Linked DNA regions of Sus scrofa: all the other regions are linked to region 3. A link is a contact called in public Hi-C and promoter capture Hi-C data. All regions are on one chromosome and are shown on one strand. Each heading gives the region's core, a stretch centred on a gene start, on an enhancer-like site or on the middle of the called end of the contact. The rest is flanking DNA. Distances are from core to core; before and after follow the strand shown.

Region 1 (2,700 bases), core at 165-2,664, 120 kb after region 3:
TTCTCAAGGTTCATTCAAGGCATTGCATATATCATGACTTCATTATTTTTTTGGTTGAATAGTATTCTACTGTATGTATATACCACAATTTGTTTATACATTCATCAGCTGATGGACATTACATTTGGGTTGTTTCCATCTTTGGGCTGTTGTGAAATAGTGCTACTATGAACATGTGTATGAGTATCCGTTTCCAATGGGGGGGGATATACCTAGAAATGAAGTTGCAGAGTCATACGGTAATTCTATATTTAACCTTTTGAGCAACTGCCAAGCTGTTTTCCACAGTAGCTAACCCATTGGAGGGCTACAATTTCTCCACATCCTCACCAATGCTTATTATTTTCCATTTTTTAAAAAATTATAGCCTGCATCATAGTGCTTGGATCAATCTTTTGCACAAACTCAGCAGGACCCTCCACTGGATACCACCTAGGAAACAATCAAAAAATAGTAGTATCTGAGGACTAAAATCAGAGTGTCTGAAATGGGAATGGCCCTTAAATATATAGAAACACTCCAAATTTTTATCACCAGGTAGCAGGCTTATGAGTGATTATTATTTGTTTCCTGCTTTTGTGTTTTTCCAAGTTTTCTGTAATGAACATTTGGAAATGTACCTTGCAGCCATTTCCTTCTACTTAAGTCATATAACCCAGGGCTGGTATTTTTCAAACCAAAAGATGATCAATAAAAACAGTTCCACACTTTCATAGAAAGCCAAGGAAGATATTTTTAAAGTCATGAATAAGATCTAGCCCAACCCTCTCATCTAAAGGAGAAAAAATTGGGCCCAGAAAAGGAAAATAACCCAGGCAAAGGCCATAAACTACTATTATCTTGATCACATTTGTTAGATGGCCAAGGAAGGTCAAGGCAAAGCCTTACCTAGACTCTGCTTTTCCTCTTCATTGCATCACATTGCCAAAAGTCCTGTTATACAGCCCATTTGATAACATATCAATGCATCCTGCAAATATTAATTCAAAGCCTACTTGACTGACCAAGGCCCTATTAACTTCATAAGATCAAAGGTGCAAGAGAGAAAGAACAAAATAGGAGGCTAAGATAGGAGGTCAGGGAAGTTTTCTCTGAACTGACATTTAAACTGAGACTTGAGAGTGAAATGCCATCGCAACTAAAGAACACTAACCATATACACATACTTTTTTAAGAAAATTTGCTCACAAGTCTTGATGACTAAGTCAAGGAATCCTGGACAAAGCTGCCCACTCTCACTAGCGTAGTACCCATCTTATTGATGCTAGTAGTCCAGGAAAGGGAAGACTTCCTTTGGGTGTTTAAAAATAACAACTTTAGGATTGGAATCGTAAGGGAGGGATGGACACATGCCTAAATCTAATAGCTTCAGGAGCCGAAATCTCGCCTTCTGACCCTCTGCTCCTGTTTTTCCCAATCTCCTCCATTGCTTTCCTCCAGTCCTTTGACCCTGGAGCCCTTGCGAGTGGTTGGCTAAGAATAGGCCCGCCTCTCGGTCAGGATTCGCTGTAAGCCACAGGAACCCCGCCTCCCCCTCTCATGATTCGCTATTCCTGGGTTCATCCCGCCTCTCCAGAGAAACAATTGGCTTCCCGGCCAGCAGCGCCGTTAGCGTACAGAGGAGCTGCACCTCGGGTCACTGGAGAGGTACTGCACTGACAGCAATGGCAGCCACGGCGTTGGCGGTGCGCTCGCGGATCGGCGCGTGGAGTGTCTGGGCCATGCAAAGCCGAGGCTTCAGCTCTGATACGGTACGCCGGCGGCAGTGCCCGCTACCCCATCCCTGAGCGGGGACTCCCATCTCTCCCTCCTCGCCTTTACCAATGCTCCGGTCTCTCTCCGCAGCCAGAGGGTGTCCGCTCCGGTGCGGGTGCAGTCCGGGACGCCGGTGGAGCCTTCGGAAAGAAAGAGCAGGCTGATGAGGAACGATACTTCCGGTGAGAGCCAAGGGGCCCAGAGACCAGCCCTGGAAGTCTCACGGCCTTCCAGTCCTTCTTAAACTGCCAACGGCCCCACCCTGCTGCCCTCCCTGGTGTTCTGTGGCGTCCCATCTCCCAACAGAACTTCCCAGCCCCGACCCACTACACTCATCGTTTGATGGCCCTACTGTTGCCACCTATAGGGCGTTCCCACTGCCCTGCCGAATCCCAAGGCCCCCAAACCCAAGACATTTCCACCTGCGAGTCTTCAGAATTCGCCAACACGGCTCAATTCTTCCTGAATCATTTACCATCTCCGCCCGTGGAGTTCTCTCCGCGTCATGCGAAACGCCCCCCAGATTCCTCCCAGAGAGTCTAGATCCGAAGGTTCCAATTACGTGCAGACCCTCTGAGCCTATCCCTCCGGCCTCCCCCACCCATCACCCAGGCCTTCGCTTTGCTAGCCCGCATGGATGGATTCCCTGACCTCAGACCCTCTCAGCCATTTCTAGATCCTCACACCTCTCCAACTTGCCTGAGCTAGTGGGTTGCAGGAGCATGTGGCAGCTGCTCCTGGTTGGAACCCTCCCCGCTTCTTGTGGGCTGGGCCTATATACTCTGTTTACCAACCTTGAGTTATCTCACAGGGACTGCTAACCACAGTGAGGAGCAGTGTGGAATTAATCTCGATTCTTGGCCTATCTTCTCACTTCTACCCTCTCCTGCTCACTCTTAAGAATTATCACCATAACAGCTACCATACCAGAGAGACAAGGTGCAG
Region 2 (2,708 bases), core at 166-2,665, 87 kb after region 3:
TGGATGCTAGTTGGGGTTGTTACCGCTGAGCCACTTGGAAGCCTGGAATGCTTACTGCTAGAGTTCCCTGTGGCAGTTGTTACAAGAGAGACCTCCAAGGGGTAATCCAGGTCCCTCCAGAGAGCGAGACTAAGGATCAGAGAGCGTCTTTTCACCAGGCATTCTTTTACATCTACTGAATCTTTAACTTGTTCATTGGTTACCTCTTTAAAAAAATAAAATATTAATAAATAAATAAGAGATGGAATCTGAGGTCAGACTTACCTAGGTCTAAATCCCACTGCTCTCTCCTGGCTGTGGCATATCAGGCAAGTTTGTTAACCTCTCTGAGCCTGTATCGAAACAGCTCTATTTTATAGTTGTAAAATGACTCATAAAATGTATCATATAATAAAATAAGGCTTACAAAAGCATTGAGCTTGATGTCTGACCCACGGCAGCCATGTGATGTGTAGTTAGCTTTTTTATTATTATTATCAGCTTTTGTGGAGTCCCAGAGCCATTAGAAATCAGCACTCAGACAGCTAGGAGAGGGGACCCTCCCTCTGTGATGTGGCCAGGACCCCCAGCTCTGCTCCTGGCTGACCCCCCATGCACAAGCAGGATCCAGAGGGAAGGGTGAGAAGTGGGGATGGTGCCACTGACTGGGTCCCAGCCCCTGCCCAGGCTGAGTACCACCCAAGGGTCCTGGGGACGTGTGTATGTGTGTGTGTGTGTGTGTGTGTGTGTGTGTGCGCGCGTGTGTGTGTGTGTGTGTGTGTGTGTGTAGACATATGTTAGTGTGTCTTTGTAGAGTAGGTTTGTTTGCTGTGAGTGGAGGGTCTTCATGCCTGTGCCTGTTGTGTCCTGCAAGGGTTCATGTGGTATGTGTTTCAACACTATTGTACACGTTGTTTGTCTGTAAAGATGTGTGTTTCGTCCTGTGGGTAACAATATCCATCCCATGAAGGGATATTGTGTCAACTGTGACACATGTGTATTGTAGGTAGTGCGGGCTCATGGGTTGGATCAGTGGAGGTCAAGCTCTGTTGTACAATGGGGAAGGGCTGTGAACCATGAACTGTGTTTGTGGGAGATGTGTGAAGGAACGCCAGGTCTGTCGGTGACCATATGTGTTAACTGTGAGGGGTGAACGGATGTGTGCTGTGTCTGTGAGAGAGGAAAGGGGTTGTGTGTATGCGAGGAGGTGCTGATGGGAGGGAATCAGGCATAACCGAGCTCTGCGCACCCCTCCAGAGCCGGACCAGCCCCAAGGATCCTGCAGAGCAGCCAGACAAAGCAGCCGAACCTGGCCTTCTCACCCAGGCCGCTAGCCTCTTACCTGAGAAATTGCAGGGACAGTGGTCCAGGAGGTGACAAAGAGGCTGAGGTCGGGGCCGCTGAGAGCATGTTTCCTGGATGGTTCCTTCGGAGAACTCAGGAAGTGGGGCTGGGAATGGGGAGGAGGCAGAAGGCAGAAGGCAGGCCCAGACCCAGGTGTGTGACTCACTTCAGCTCCAATCCCCGGTGAGCAGTGACGGATAAAGAACTAGGGGAGGGCTGCCTGCAGGGTGGGCCAGGCACCAGGCCAGGAAGCCAGCTCCTTGGGTGGGGCCCCAAACACAAGATCACCAGGAATACTCACATCCAGCAGGGAGTGTCTCTCTCTCTCTCTCTGCACGTTAGCTCGGCCAGTAACACAGGGCTGATCCATCCAAGGCAAAGCCCCTCTGAGAGGAAGGGCTGGGCCTGGGCTGGCAGAGGAGGGAGGAGTGGGTCCCTGGTCTGAGGGAAAAAGGGCCCTGACCTAGGGAAGGTCCCAGCCCTGTCCTCAGGAGCCCCCAGTCTAGAGAGATGGGAAAGGGACACAGCCCTATCAGGAGCCTGAGCATCTGGGGATGCTGTCCCAACTCCAGTGAGCTCCATGCTGCTGGACAAGACCCAAAGCTGGGAGTTCCCATGGTGGCTCAGCAGGTTAAGACCCTAACTAGTATCCAGGAGGATGCAGGTTTGATCCCTGGCCTCACTCAGTGGGTTAATAAGGATCTGGCATTGCCATGAGCTGTGGTGTAAGTTGAAGATGTGACTTGGATCCCGCGTTGCTGTGGCTATGATGTAGGCCAGCAGCTGTAGCTCCAATTCGATCCCTAGCCTGGGAACTTCCATATGCCATGGGTGTGGCTCTAAAACAAACAAACAAACAAAAAACCCAAAGCAGCTTTCAGAAGATTCCCATCTGAGGGGACACACAGCCAGTCTTGCCCACAGGAAGCTTCTGCCCCATGGGTATGAGATAGCCTGTCCTGCCCACAATTGCCCCCAACCAAGGAGGAGCCTGTCTTGAGGGATAAGAAGTCTATTAGGAAAGAGAAAATTCTGGCTCTGGAAGCCAGCCCCTTGTGAGGGGAGATACAGCATCCCGGCCCTCAGGAGCCCCCTGTCTGAGGGAGAGGACAGCCCACTCTGACGAGTGCCCACTCTGACCATGGCGAAGCACCATAGTTCTCTCAAAGCCTAGGACAGTGCCTGGGCTCCAGCTTCGTGGGTTCTGGGCTGAGAGCTACTCCTTGTCTCCACCTCCCCCCACCACCCGACCTCCAGGACATAGCGAATTGGGCTTAGCAGGAAACAGAGAAAAGCAAGCTGGGCCCTGACATAGGTGGACATTCTCAAATACCAGCTCTAAGAACCCACAAGACCGAGGTCTGACCACCGCCTCTGATCTTCAG
Region 3 (2,728 bases), core at 4-2,503:
ACAGTAAAAATAAAGAAACAATGTATAAAGAGGCTGGATAAAGACACACATACACAATAAATTCAACTAAAGAATATGAAGTTTGAAATTACTATGCCGAACTCGTTGGCAGAAAAATTTTCAGTAACAGCACAGTGAAATTTCTGAAAATGAACTTACAAATCTGGGGCTAACAATCTCCCAAAAATCTGTCCTGTCACAGCAACTATTCTATTAAGTAAAGCCCATGCAGAAAACAGAGCTGATCGCCCCAGAACATACGCATTTTGGCCTCAGCTGTGCATATCCATTCTCATGGGATAGAGAACACGAAAATGACAGGACGTCCTCAGGACCTGTCAATTTAACAGGAGTACACAAATCCAATTGCCAGCAGTTCTGTGTGCCTGCCACCTGTTAGCCTGCGGTAGCGAAAGCCCCCGAAAGTGTGCTCCAAGGAAGAACTGGGAACGCCTTTGTTGCTCCCTAACTACTGAAGCTACAGTAGTCTGCCTCAGCACTTTAAAGAAAACTTACACCAGGTCGGGTAAAATTGCCTAGATCGGGGCTTGGGCAAAGGAAGAAAAGGCGGGAGAACACCAGGTGAAGCGCAAATGTCACCTAACCGTCCCGGGAGGGGGAAAGTTGGGGGACCAGGAGCTAGGACCCTAGAGAGAGACTTGCTGTTTCGCACTGGAGCAGGGTGTGCACAACGAGGAGATGGGCCGTCCTGCTGGGTTGAAAGAACAGCGAGATCCCGGGATTAGAGGCTGGGGAAGAGAGGTGCTAAAGTGAGAGCAGGGTCAAAACCTAGAGGCAGTAGCTCAGGGACCAGCTGAGGCGAAAGGCAAGAAACAAGGGCTTTTAAAGGGTGGATGAGGCGCAGGGAAAACAACCAGACGAGAGGTAAAGCGGCAACGAAACAATCTCAGCTGAGGTGAAAGAGGCGAGGCCAGCGTGGGGGAAAGAAACGAAATGAGCTCAGGAAGCACTGCAGGGACAAGGGACAGGCAAAGAGAACCCCCACCCACAGAGACCGGGACACTACTCTTGACCCGTCCCTCTACAGGCTGTACTCGACCGGCCGCACTCAGACCCTGTCGGTAGCGAAGACTCACCCAAAGGCTGCAGAGGCCCCACAGCAGGACATGGGGACTGGTCCAGACTCACAGGAGAACCAAGCGGCTGGAGGAAACGGCGGCGTTAGTGTGACCCGGAGGCGCATCCCTAGGAACCGGAAGTCGGCGGCTAGGGTCGTCTCACAAGCCACACCTCGTTCCACCCAAATCCTTTGGGCGCATGTGTCAGGCCTCACGGGGCGGGGCGGAGAAGAGCCTTGACCCCGCCCAGTCGACCGTCTTGGTAGCCCCGCTTCTGGTTCCGCCCGCGCCTCGGAGGTGTTTGGTGCGGGTAGGCTGGTATTTAGAACGCCCAGGCCCTGGTGCCGCTGGGCTACAAGCCGCCCCGATTGAAAAATACACAGCACTCATTTTTCAAGTTCTTTTGAAATGCGTGTAATCCCTGTCTCTCTAAAACGAAAGTGAAATGTTGGATGTATTTGGGAGGAAGAATGGCTGGGAAGTTCTGAAAGGCACTGGGAGGGGAGGTTTGCCCAAGGTGATTTTTTATTCCCAGTAGTAGTTTATTCTTAATAGTGTGTTGAGCTTACAATTAATTTCTCTTTCGGACACAGTATTTTAGTTAATAATTTTATCAGAAACAAGATTTTTAAATGCTTCATTAAGTTACTACCCCAGTATGGACAAGGAGCAGAGTTGAATTCAGGTTTTCTAAGGACTTGAAGTTTATTCAGTTGGAGGGCTCTCTTTAAGGAAATCCACAATTACAAGTACAATATTAGGTATAAAAATGAATCTTTACTGTGAGAAAAGAAATCACAAATTACAAGTTTTTTAAATTTCACAAATACAAAATCCAGAAAAACTAAACACTTTTAGTTGTTACACCTCCTAGGTACTTCTTTTCTTATGTTTTTTGATTTATGTCTTTTATCTTCTTAGATCACTTCTCTTTGTGACAATTTACTAAGTAATTTCATTTACTGAGATCCTTGACTCCTCTCTCTCCCTCACACCCTACATCTAATTCATCAGAAATTCTGCAGGATCTGCCTTCAAAATCTGTCCAGATTGCAACCATTTACTGCCTCTGTTGGTACAAGCCACAGTCAGTGTATGACCATTTACTCTTTTTATACCCTTGCCCTTCCAGGACAGCACCAGTCGGCTCCTGTTAAAACCTTAATCAGGGTGTTTCCGTTGTGGCTCAGTGGTTAACCAATACAACTAGGAACCATGACGTTGCGGGTTCAATCCCTGGCCTCACTCAGTGGGTTAAGGATCTGGCATTGCTGTGAGCTGTAGTGTAGGTCGTAGATGTGGCTTGGATCTCGAGTTGCTGTGGCTGTGGTATAGGCTGGTGGCTACAGTTCTGATTAGACCCCTAGCCTGGGACCCTCTATATGCCGCAGGTGTGGCCCTAGAAAAAGGCAAAAAGACAAAAAAACAAAACAAAACAAGACCCCTTAATCAGATCAGCTCCCTCCTGTAATGAATTCCTATTTCATTGGGAAGACCAAAATCCTTACATTAGCCTAGAGGACCATCAAGATTTCTCTCTCTCCTCTCTCTCCTCTCTCCTCTCTCCTCTCCCTCTCTCTCTCTCTCACTGTATACAACACACCCAATACAAATAACCTCATCTCCTACTCTCTCCATTATTCCTCTTC

What was found. Promoter capture Hi-C pulls out the DNA fragments that hold promoters and counts their contacts. A called contact is a pair of places that touch in the nucleus more often than the background predicts.
Region 1: a contact with region 3 is called in a promoter capture Hi-C map of liver, with 3 times the contacts expected there. The contact joins the promoter of DNAJC8 here to the promoter of EYA3 in region 3. A contact is called at or near these places in 3 of 5 promoter capture datasets (fetal liver and liver), 8 of 47 Hi-C or Micro-C datasets (alveolar macrophages, blood, epiblast stem cells and 5 more) and 1 of 2 datasets of contacts at active chromatin or transcription factors (alveolar macrophages).
Region 2: a contact with region 3 is called in a Hi-C map of mesenteric adipose tissue, with 2.0 times the contacts expected there. The contact joins the promoter of PTAFR here to the promoter of EYA3 in region 3. A contact is called at or near these places in 2 of 5 promoter capture datasets (fetal liver and liver), 25 of 47 Hi-C or Micro-C datasets (alveolar macrophages, blood, brain and 11 more) and 2 of 2 datasets of contacts at active chromatin or transcription factors (alveolar macrophages and skeletal muscle).

The regions. Positions count from the first base shown.
Region 1 is chr6:85,305,608-85,308,307 of Sscrofa11.1, forward strand. It overlaps DNAJC8 (dnaJ homolog subfamily C member 8), which reads right to left and starts at 1,415. Exons shown (of 10, transcript XM_003356239.4): 1 at 889-1,415. It overlaps ATPIF1 (ATPase inhibitory factor 1), which reads left to right and starts at 1,635. Exons shown (of 3, transcript NM_001097486.1): 1 at 1,635-1,751; 2 at 1,846-1,937. The coding sequence starts at 1,665.
Region 2 is chr6:85,270,945-85,273,652 of Sscrofa11.1, forward strand. It overlaps PTAFR (platelet-activating factor receptor), which reads right to left and starts at 1,416. Exons shown (of 3, transcript XM_021095662.1): 1 at 1,322-1,416; 2 at 265-332.
Region 3 is chr6:85,184,603-85,187,330 of Sscrofa11.1, forward strand. It overlaps EYA3 (eyes absent homolog 3), which reads right to left and starts at 1,254. Exons shown (of 18, transcript XM_021095661.1): 1 at 1,098-1,254.